Linked DNA regions of Zea mays: all the other regions are linked to region 3. A link is a contact called in public Hi-C data. All regions are on one chromosome and are shown on one strand. Each heading gives the region's core, a stretch centred on a gene start, on an enhancer-like site or on the middle of the called end of the contact. The rest is flanking DNA. Distances are from core to core; before and after follow the strand shown. Region 1 has its middle 85 kb from the start of LOC107126293. Region 2 has its middle 18 kb from the start of LOC107126293. Region 3 holds the start of LOC100502415.

Region 1 (3,111 bases), core at 274-2,773, 170 kb before region 3:
TATAAAAAACAAATAAAAAAGGTGTATACTGGTCACTTTGCCGAGTGTGACACTCGATAAAAAGGTGCTTTGGCGAGTGTCAGGGTCATAACACTCGGCAAAAGAAGCATGCTTTGCCGAGTGCCATACCAAGCACTCGGCAAAGTACCTGACATGGGGACCCCCTCTGGCGGATTCTTTGCCGAGTGCTGTCAGGCCGACACTCAGCAAAGACGCCGTCTCTGTCAACCCGACGCTGTAACGGCTGCTTGCTGAGTGCCTGATAAAAAGTACTCGGCAAAGAAGGCTTTGCCAATGCACTGTATGTCGAGCCCTCTTTGCCGAGTGCGACACTCGGCAAAGCCTTTGCCGAGTGTTTTTAAGGCTTTGCCGAGTGCTTCAGGCACTCGGCAAAGCCGACGATTCCGGTAGTGACTTAGTAACTGCTAATAAAATTTGACCAACTTATTAAAAGCGGTGCTCAGATTTAACCATTATTTGTTGATTAGCCTTACATTACACATGAGCCCCCACCATAAGTGAGTTTATGCACATTATTCCTCACACTTGTTGAGCGATGAACTTTTGTGAGCTCACTCTTGCGATAACCCCTCACCCCCACAGGTGAAGAGCAGGTGGCCCTAGAGGAGGACTACTATGATAGGTTCGACGAGGTCTAGGTATCATCTCTCAATCAGCTTGATGGTGCCGAGAAAATAATAATAGTTCAATTTATTTATTACCGTTTATTTTGTAAGACATTTCCGCTATGTAATAAAATTTGTAATATTTATCTCTATACAGTGATTCATTGTATGTGTTGATCTTTTTTGACGCACATATGAGACGCACTCGAGTTTACCTTTTAAATCCGGGTGTCACATATTATTACTATGTGAATCATAGAGGTGCATACGCGAAAAAAAATGTTTTCCGAATAGACACGCCTTTATGCGAGGAAAGCGGACTCCTGAGACGACAGAGACGTCCTTGCTGTTGCTACTTGTGATCGTCGTTGAACCAGAGATGGCATCAGAATAAACAAACACAATATCCATGTTTCAGTTCCCTAGTACCTGAGAATCGTGGCAGAGACAACACTTGGAAGGAGGCCCCGGCCCGCCCTGGTGACCCAGGTTTGCTCTCTGTCTGTCCGCCTGTTGTTTTCGCTCGGGAAAGGGAAACAAAAAAATCAGATGGAGTTGTCCCTTCTGTAAGCGAACACTGTTTCTGTTTCTTCTCTAGGTGTTGTCGCTTGAGAGGTACTATCACCTGCCAGCTGAAGTTAGTTTCCCTCCTGATGCTTAAACAATGCTAGTAGCAGTTTCTTGGCGACGTATTTTGCGCCCTCTTTGTCTGCTTTTTTTCGGGCTTTCTAAAAAAAATAATTATGTCCTGTGGTCAGCGTTTGCGACATCGACATCCCAAGATTTGAGATTTCGCCGTCCGTCCGAATATTTGGCCATGGTGGTGGCATGGCCATTACTGTCGCTGGCTGCATCCTGAATTGTGGACGTGGACACTTGGATTTGGACGTGCTTGATTTTTTGTGTGCGCCTTGTTGTGTACTTATTATAGTGCTGTTTATTTGCCACACAGCTGACGTGACAAGCTGCTGTTCTGGAGCTGCTGGTTGTGTCGCCGTCATCTAGAAGCAATTCTTTCTACAAATACTTTATGTTTTCGAGCTTCAGTTATTTTTAAGGTTTATTTTGTTGAGCTGTCTCGGTAATTTATGCGGGTGTGCAGGTGCAGCTCAGGTCCGGGGCAGAAGTGATCATGGCGCGCCCTCGTGGGTCGTGGCCGTTAATCCAGATATAAGGTATTCGTACAGTACAAGAACATATTTTAACTTTGTTCAATCGTAGTGTCAAAAAAAGAAACTGTTCAATCGTTTCATTCCTGGAAATTTCCAGTTGCCCCTATGGCTATATGGGGTTGGATTCGTGGTTACTGCTTGATTCGGGTTAGAAAGTTGGCAACTTGGCAAGGGACAGGACAACTAACCTCTGCATGCTTTCTCGTAGACCGTAACGTCAGTTCACTTTCACCATAATGCGATATGAGAAGTGCCATTAGGAGTCAGTCGCGTTTTGGTGAAGTGTTATTACTGTCGGTGTGTGTGACGCTGGTTCCCACGCTGGTCTGTATCAACTAATGACGTGGGTTGCGCGTCGGTCGGTATTAACCACGTTAGGTTTGTTGAAGAATAAAAAGGCGACAGTGATCTCATCCTAGAGTAACAAGAAGTCTCCAGAAGATTAGCGGTTATTATATCTCCCCCTAATCCTAATTAACCATAATGTACATGTGATTAAATGGTTAAGCAGGTGTTGCTTCGGCCGAACAGATGCAATGTTCAGGATGTATAAATACTTTTCACTATTGATGCAATAGAACGTACGATTCACTTTTCAACTACACATCCATTCACATTTCAATACGTTATCACGCACGTCTCCAACCGCTGAGAAAGGCCACCGTCGACATCAACAAAACAAAGAAGGACTCGCCGGCCGACCACCGTCGTCGACATCATCGAAGCAGAAAAGACAGTGAGAAATCCGGCGAGGGAGAAAGGACAAGGTAACACAATAAATCGATGGTTATACCTTGTAGGCCAAATGCAAGGAATAAAGGAATTTGAGGAACTTGCTATCGATGGTAGCAATTATCTCGCATGGGCATCAGATATCAAAATTGGTTTTGCATCTAGAGAGATTTTACATACCATTAATGCACCTGACGCAAACAGTCCAAATATAACTGATATTACAAAGTACACTGCATTACTCTTGTTAAGGACTTCCATCCATAAAGATCTCAAAAAAGAATATCTTTTGGAAGAAAATCCTCGAAACCTATGGGTCTCACCACAAAAACGTTATGAACAACAAAAGGAAATTATATGTCCTGAAGCACAACATGAGTGTAATCACCTACGCTTACAAGATTTTAAGTCTATAACTGATTACAATCATACAGTTCATAACATATGCACAAGGTAGAAATTTTGTGAAAAAGAACCAACGGATGCAGAAAAGATACAACAAACTTTATCTACTATGCACTCGTCACACAGGGTATTGTGTAATCAATATCGTAAAGAGAACCACCAAGTTTACTCCGAGC
Region 2 (3,056 bases), core at 476-2,975, 240 kb before region 3:
CGCATTAAATGCACCGCAGGGAGCCGTTGGCGCCGAAAGGAGTCGTTGCTCCGCTGGTACACCGGACAGTCCGGTGCACACCGGACAGTCCGGTGAATTTTAGCGGAGCGGCTGCCACGCGAACCCGAGGCTGGCGAGTTCCGGAGACCGCGCTTCCTTGGAGCACCGGACATGTCCGGTGCACACCGGACAGTCCGGTGAATTATAGCGCGCCGGCTTCCGAGAATTCCCGAGAGTGAAGAGTTGGAGTTGGAGTCCTCTGGGCGCACCGGACACTGTCCGGTGTACACCGGACAGTCCGGTGCCTTCAGCCAGAGGTGCCTTCGGTTGCCACTTTGCTCCTTTATTGAATCCAAAACTTGGTCTTTTTATTGGCTGAGGGTAGACCTTTTACACCTGTATAATCTACACACTTGGGCAAACTAGTTAGTCCAATTATTTGTGTTGGGCAATTCAACCACCAAAAATTATTTAGGAACTAGGTGTAAGCCTAATTCCCTTTCACCACTCCAGGTACTTCTCCAATTTAGTCTTTAGGTGACTCGCAACCTCGCTTCTATCGTAGCAATACATATAGATAGGCAAAGAGCAGGTAAAATAACATTACACCAAAACATAGAAATAAACAACGTAAGAATATTCTACGCGCTGCTATGAGATTGTATTCTCGAGAACCACTAAAATCGGAGTTGCGGTTAAAAAGATATAGTTTTCGGAAGATTTATATGATTAAATAGGAAAACTATGCTCTATATGTATTGATATAAATCATATGAGAAATATATTCTAAATAGATAACTATTTCAACTTTAGTCTAAGATATAAATTTATTAGAGATCATATTTTAGTCATATTATAATTATAGACAACATTGAAATATTACTTTAGATTTACTTAGAAAAAGTTAATCCAACGAACATAGGTCAAAAATATAGTTAGTTACTTTTTAGAACATATTACATAAAATAAGGTTACTAAAGTGTAAACAATATTAATACGAGTCTAACACAACTTAAACGAGTCAAATCGGAGTTAAAATGAATTATTTATGGATTTCCTAAGATCTCAGAATTATTTTTATACTAAAATACATTGTCTATATTCATTTATTATTTTCCTGGTATGCTTTCGGGCTGCAGCCACTATTATTGCAGAGTTCAGGGGCTAATTCCTAAAGAATTGGACTCGTTTGTAAGGTTCTTTGAACTAAGTAGGACTGCGAGTTGATTTCTTAAAAGTTTATGGACTCTTAAATAAAAATACCCCAGCGAAGGGGTATCCCCGAGTCTGAGCCGCCCGATTATTCTTCAACTGTCCAGATTAGATCGCCAACGTACGCAAACCAGGACCACACATCGCCATATCTATGGGCCATAATAGATGGACAAAGCGGTACACTTTTACGTCCCATACATCCAAGATCTACGGTCACAGGAGAAACAGCCGAATCGTTATTTTACGATCCAATTTCCACCGTTCGTTTTCGATCCAACGTTTCTTCCTCGCTCTTCTTCCCCAGACGGCGCTCAGACGACGGAGCAGCAGCCCCGCGGCGGCACGGCTTGCCGGCACCACGCACGACAGCAACTCCGGAGCCCCAATCATGACTCGTACCGGTGCATAACATAATACAGAAGCTAGTGTACTGGATAATTGCATCCTTACCAGTGTTCGGACGATAGTGGGCTCGGCCCACGAAGCGGTGCGGTTCCACGGCGGCGCCAGGACCACGGCGACGAATTCCCCATGCTCCGACTAATCTTCGCACTCGCCAAAGCTTCCTACAGACTCCACATCCCTCAGTGAACCTCTACAACATCTCACCAAGGACTGGGCTGGGCACAACACGAGTTCGACAGCGGCGGCCCGCGGCTGGGTTCTTCTCTCACCCCTCTCGTCTCTCTGGTGCTATGCGTTTGGGTGGCCAGGGAGTCGCAGGGGCTTTATATCCTGGAGTCGAAGGGAATCCTCTCGGTAGTTTGTTACAGCATGCATGGATCAAACTAGGACGAATAACTGGCGATTGGATCCTATAGATTAGTGAAAGAAACGTGTGATCGCGTACTGGCCGAGGCAATAAAATCTCCTGGTAGAGGTCGTTGGTTCTCGGCGAGAGAAATCTAGGCGGAACTCTGATCCACGTTTCAATCTCGATAGAAGATGAACTGGTCCAAGAACCCCACACGACTGAGACTCATTGGATGATGTCATCTATGATCTTCATGATGATGCAGCATTCGGCTAGAGGAATAAAGAAATGGGAAAAAGGCAAGGGGATATGGGCTGCCGTTAGGGAAAGATGAATGGGCTGGGAAATCCGGCTAGTTTCACCATTTTTTTTCCAATTTCTATTTTATTTTCTAATTTCTGTTTTTGTTCTATTTTAGATTCAAGTCAATTTTCGGTTCACAAATTCAAATTCAAATTCAATCTTTAACGCAACAATAAAAATCTCAGCATGTATGCAATGTTAAATTCTCATTTTAGTTATTTATTCATTTAGATAAATACTTCTCCATATACAATTCATGAATGGAATAATTCGTTCAAACAAATAAATTAAAAATCTCTTTTTTGTTTCAAACCATATTTCGGTCTCAATTTTTTTAAAAATTGAATTTGAAAAGTTAACATTTAATATACCACTTATTTATTCTAGGAAAGTAATTCCAAAAGTAGGAAGACCCTTGTAAAAACATTTTGATCCGATTCTTTTTAGTTTTTTTCTCTAAGCCCTAAAATAAGATTTTAGGGTGTTACATTCTCTCATTATTTCTTATGATTTTTTTCTGGTTGCCAAGCCATGGTTGGGAAACTTGGAACTCTCATAAAAATAATGCGACCACGAGTGTTGTCTTGGCTCTGGATTTGATAAATAGCTTTATAGACTTAGTGCTTAGGAACCTTACCTGAAAGATGGTCAAAAGGGGGCGGCTGTGGTTTGGTGGCAGATGACATTAACATGGGATGGTAGTCTTGGCTAAGGTGCCTCACCTAGAGGGTCACCAACGCTGACGTGGAAACCTTAGCGAGTGGCTTTGTACTAAGAATATTTT
Region 3 (2,983 bases), core at 263-2,762:
ATCCCAACGTGCATCCAGTGGTCATGGGCTCTTCACGACTTTGCTTTGCCTTGACGCAAGGTTCACGATGATGCCATATACCTCCTCATGTTTCCACCAAAATTTTAATCAGGTTTTGAGACCAAAAACCAAGAAATTGTTTGCTCGATGATTTTGAGGCCCAAACCACTATACGCCTCATGAGTAGCATACATGATACACTCAGTTCATGATCTCGACACGTGTCACCGACAGCCCATGATTGCCTAATCACCAAGTCATATAATGTATTTGCTTGACTTGGTTAACATGATATGTTCCTCCATCTACCTTTTGCACTTGTTGATTCACTAGGTGTCAACCATCACGCTCATTGCTTCGGTTTCTCCAATTCCTCAATTGAAGTCTGAGCGTCCGTCCTCCACCACTCTAGTCCATCAGCATGAACTCACTTAACCTCATCTATGTGCTTCACACCTACACATCACGAGTCAAGAGTTGTATTGTACAACATTATACTCACTACATGAGGTTAGTCAACACTAAACTAAAACCAATCATCGATAATCAGTTATTGTACTTAAATACCATGGGTAAATATCAACTACATATTTATATTTTTATATTCAGTTATTAGTTATATACAATGTAGCTCGTTCAGCAAAGCACAATATTGCTACATGGCACCACACAAAGGTATTAACATTAGATACCTTTGTGTTATATCACTTTTTTGTTACTATTATGCTCAGCAAAGTTTTTTTTATAGTTCCATGCAATACCATGGTATTTAACAAGACTTTGATATTTTATACAGAAAGATGTTTGGTAAATGTTTTAAAAACTATATATTAAAAACCACATTATTATGAATACTATAGTAAAACCATAGTATTGAAAAATTTGGTCTAGACCAATGTCTTTCCTTGTTGCGTGTGAAACTATGGTATTGCAAAATTATGGTATTGAAATATTTTGTTTATGATATAGCATTAAAAAAATTAGTATTGTAAAACTGTGGTATTAAAAAACTTTGCTTCTAAACAGATGCTACATGATATCAGTTTATTTAATGACTATAAAACTATTACGAAACTTTGTAACCTTATTGAGGCTGACCTTAGCAAATCTGTATCTACTCGCACCATAATCCGCCAATCCGAAACGACCCTTCCTTTGCGTGTTTGAAGCTCACCACTCACACCATAAACAGTGGACCATGCTGGATTTTGGTCTGATTTTGCCAACAAGGAACGCGCCGCGCCGCACTGACCACCGCATCTCGCTCGTTTGGAAGCGTCTGTCTGAGGTTCTCCAAATCCACATCAGACCAGCCCACCGACCGCGTCTCCCACGTCCGAACCGAGCACCGCATCGCAAACTCGTGGCGCATGGAGCTTCGTTTTGGGGTGTGCCGCACCCACCCACCCACCCAGCCCAGCCCAGTCACAGCCTTGCCTCCAAAAAGCGCTGCTCGCTTCGGCACTCGTTGATAAAGCGGCTAGCCGAGCGCCGTGGCAGAACCGCGGAACGCAATAGCCAATAGGTAGCGGAGCACCGCACCGCGAAGCAAACGAGAGGGGAAAAAAAAGCACGAGGAGGCCGCGCCCGCGAAGGAATCACTTGCCCGGGCGTGGGCCGCCCACCGGCCACCGCCCAGCCGCTGCCGCAGTGCCGCCCGCCTGCCTGCCTGCCTGGTGCGGTGGTGCCTGCCCACGGGAACGGGATAGCTGGCTGACGGACGCATTGCGGAGCGGACTGGGAGACTACGGGTAAGATAATAAAAGGGCCAGGCGTGGCGGGGCGCAACCACCGCTGTGCCTCGGAGAGGAGGACAGCTCTCGCGCCGCGGCTGCCGCCATGTGGACGCCGTCGCGCGGGAGCAACGCCCGGCGCAGCGGCCACCGCCGCATCGCGGACTACCTGGCGGACGACCAGACCACCACCACAGCCACCGACGCCTCCGACAACGAGTCCTACACTACCGCCTATGGGGAGGAGTTCTTCGCCGCCGCCGCCGCCGGGAGCGGCGGCGCCGGCGGCATGCTGCCGGCATTCCTGGCGGACCAGGGGGACCTGGTGGAGGTCATGCTGGAGCTGGACGAGGAGTCCATGGTGGTGCGCAGCGTCACGCCCACCAGCGCGGCGCTCTACGGCGCCGCCTCCCTCCCGGCGCCGCCGTCCGCGGGGGTCCTCGGGGTGTCGCCGTCGCCGCGCCGCGCGCCTTCGGAGGGCGGCGGCCGCCTGAGCCGGTGCTCGTCGACGTCGTCGCGGATACGGAAGAAGTTCGCGTGGCTCCGGTCGCCGTCGCCCTCCCCGTCCCCGTACCGCCCCACGCCCGCCGAGCTTCAGCGGGAGGCCGCCATGGCGGCGCGCGAGCGGCGGCGGGAGCAGGCGCAGCTCAACCGGTCCCGCGCCGGCGCCAGGCGCGCGCTCAAGGGCCTCCGCTTCATCAGCCGCACCACGGGCTCCGTCGAGGCCGCCGAGCTCTGGCGCCGCGTCGAGGAGCGCTTCAACGACCTCGCCCGCGAAGGGCTGCTCTCCCGCGACGACTTCGGCGAATGCATCGGTACGGCCACACTCGACGCCGCTGCTGCTTCTTGCCTGCAGTTCACATTGTTATCCTCCGCACACGCGAGGAAACAGCTCGATCCTACTGTAATTGCGACGTCCTTATCCGCGATCTTATGGCGCTCCACGCCCAAACTGCAGGAATGGTGGACTCCAAGGAGTTCGCGGTGGGCATCTTCGACGCGCTGGCGCGGCGGCGGCGGCAGAACCTGGAGCGGATCACCAAGGAGGAGCTCTACGACTTCTGGCTCCAGATCTCCGATCAGAGCTTCGACGCGCGGCTCCAGATCTTCTTCGACATGTACTGAGCTAAATTTCACGCGCCCCCATTTCTCTTCCTTTCCCCGGGTCCCAAGTAAAGTAACGTCACAAATCGATCCGTCCCAATTCCCGGTGCGTGCGCACCTGCACTACGCTTTGCGCCCCCGCAGAT

The links. A called contact is a pair of places that touch in the nucleus more often than the background predicts.
Region 1: a Hi-C map of bundle sheath shows a contact between it and region 3, with 2.6 times the contacts expected there. The contact joins the enhancer-like site here to the promoter of LOC100502415 in region 3. A contact is called at or near these places in 2 of 25 Hi-C or Micro-C datasets (bundle sheath and leaf).
Region 2: a contact with region 3 is called in a Hi-C map of leaf, with 3 times the contacts expected there. The contact joins the enhancer-like site here to the promoter of LOC100502415 in region 3. A contact is called at or near these places in 6 of 25 Hi-C or Micro-C datasets (bundle sheath, ear, leaf and 1 more).

Annotation. Positions count from the first base shown.
Region 1 is chr7:126,201,373-126,204,483 of Zm-B73-REFERENCE-NAM-5.0, forward strand. No RefSeq gene overlaps it. Among protein-coding and RNA genes, the nearest start is that of LOC107126293, 85 kb to the left of the region's middle. Within about 2 kb of position 1,524, at least 11 of the 20 cell types and tissues checked have an H3K27ac peak or open chromatin away from gene starts, as enhancers often do. A contact at or near this core is called in bundle sheath and leaf, where this site is marked.
Region 2 is chr7:126,134,971-126,138,026 of Zm-B73-REFERENCE-NAM-5.0, forward strand. No RefSeq gene overlaps it. Among protein-coding and RNA genes, the nearest start is that of LOC107126293, 18 kb to the left of the region's middle. Within about 2 kb of position 1,726, at least 19 of the 20 cell types and tissues checked have an H3K27ac peak or open chromatin away from gene starts, as enhancers often do. A contact at or near this core is called in bundle sheath, ear, leaf and 1 more, where this site is marked.
Region 3 is chr7:126,370,470-126,373,452 of Zm-B73-REFERENCE-NAM-5.0, forward strand. It overlaps LOC100502415, which reads left to right and starts at 1,513. Exons shown (of 14, transcript NM_001365550.1): 1 at 1,513-2,548; 2 at 2,692-2,851. The coding sequence starts at 1,840.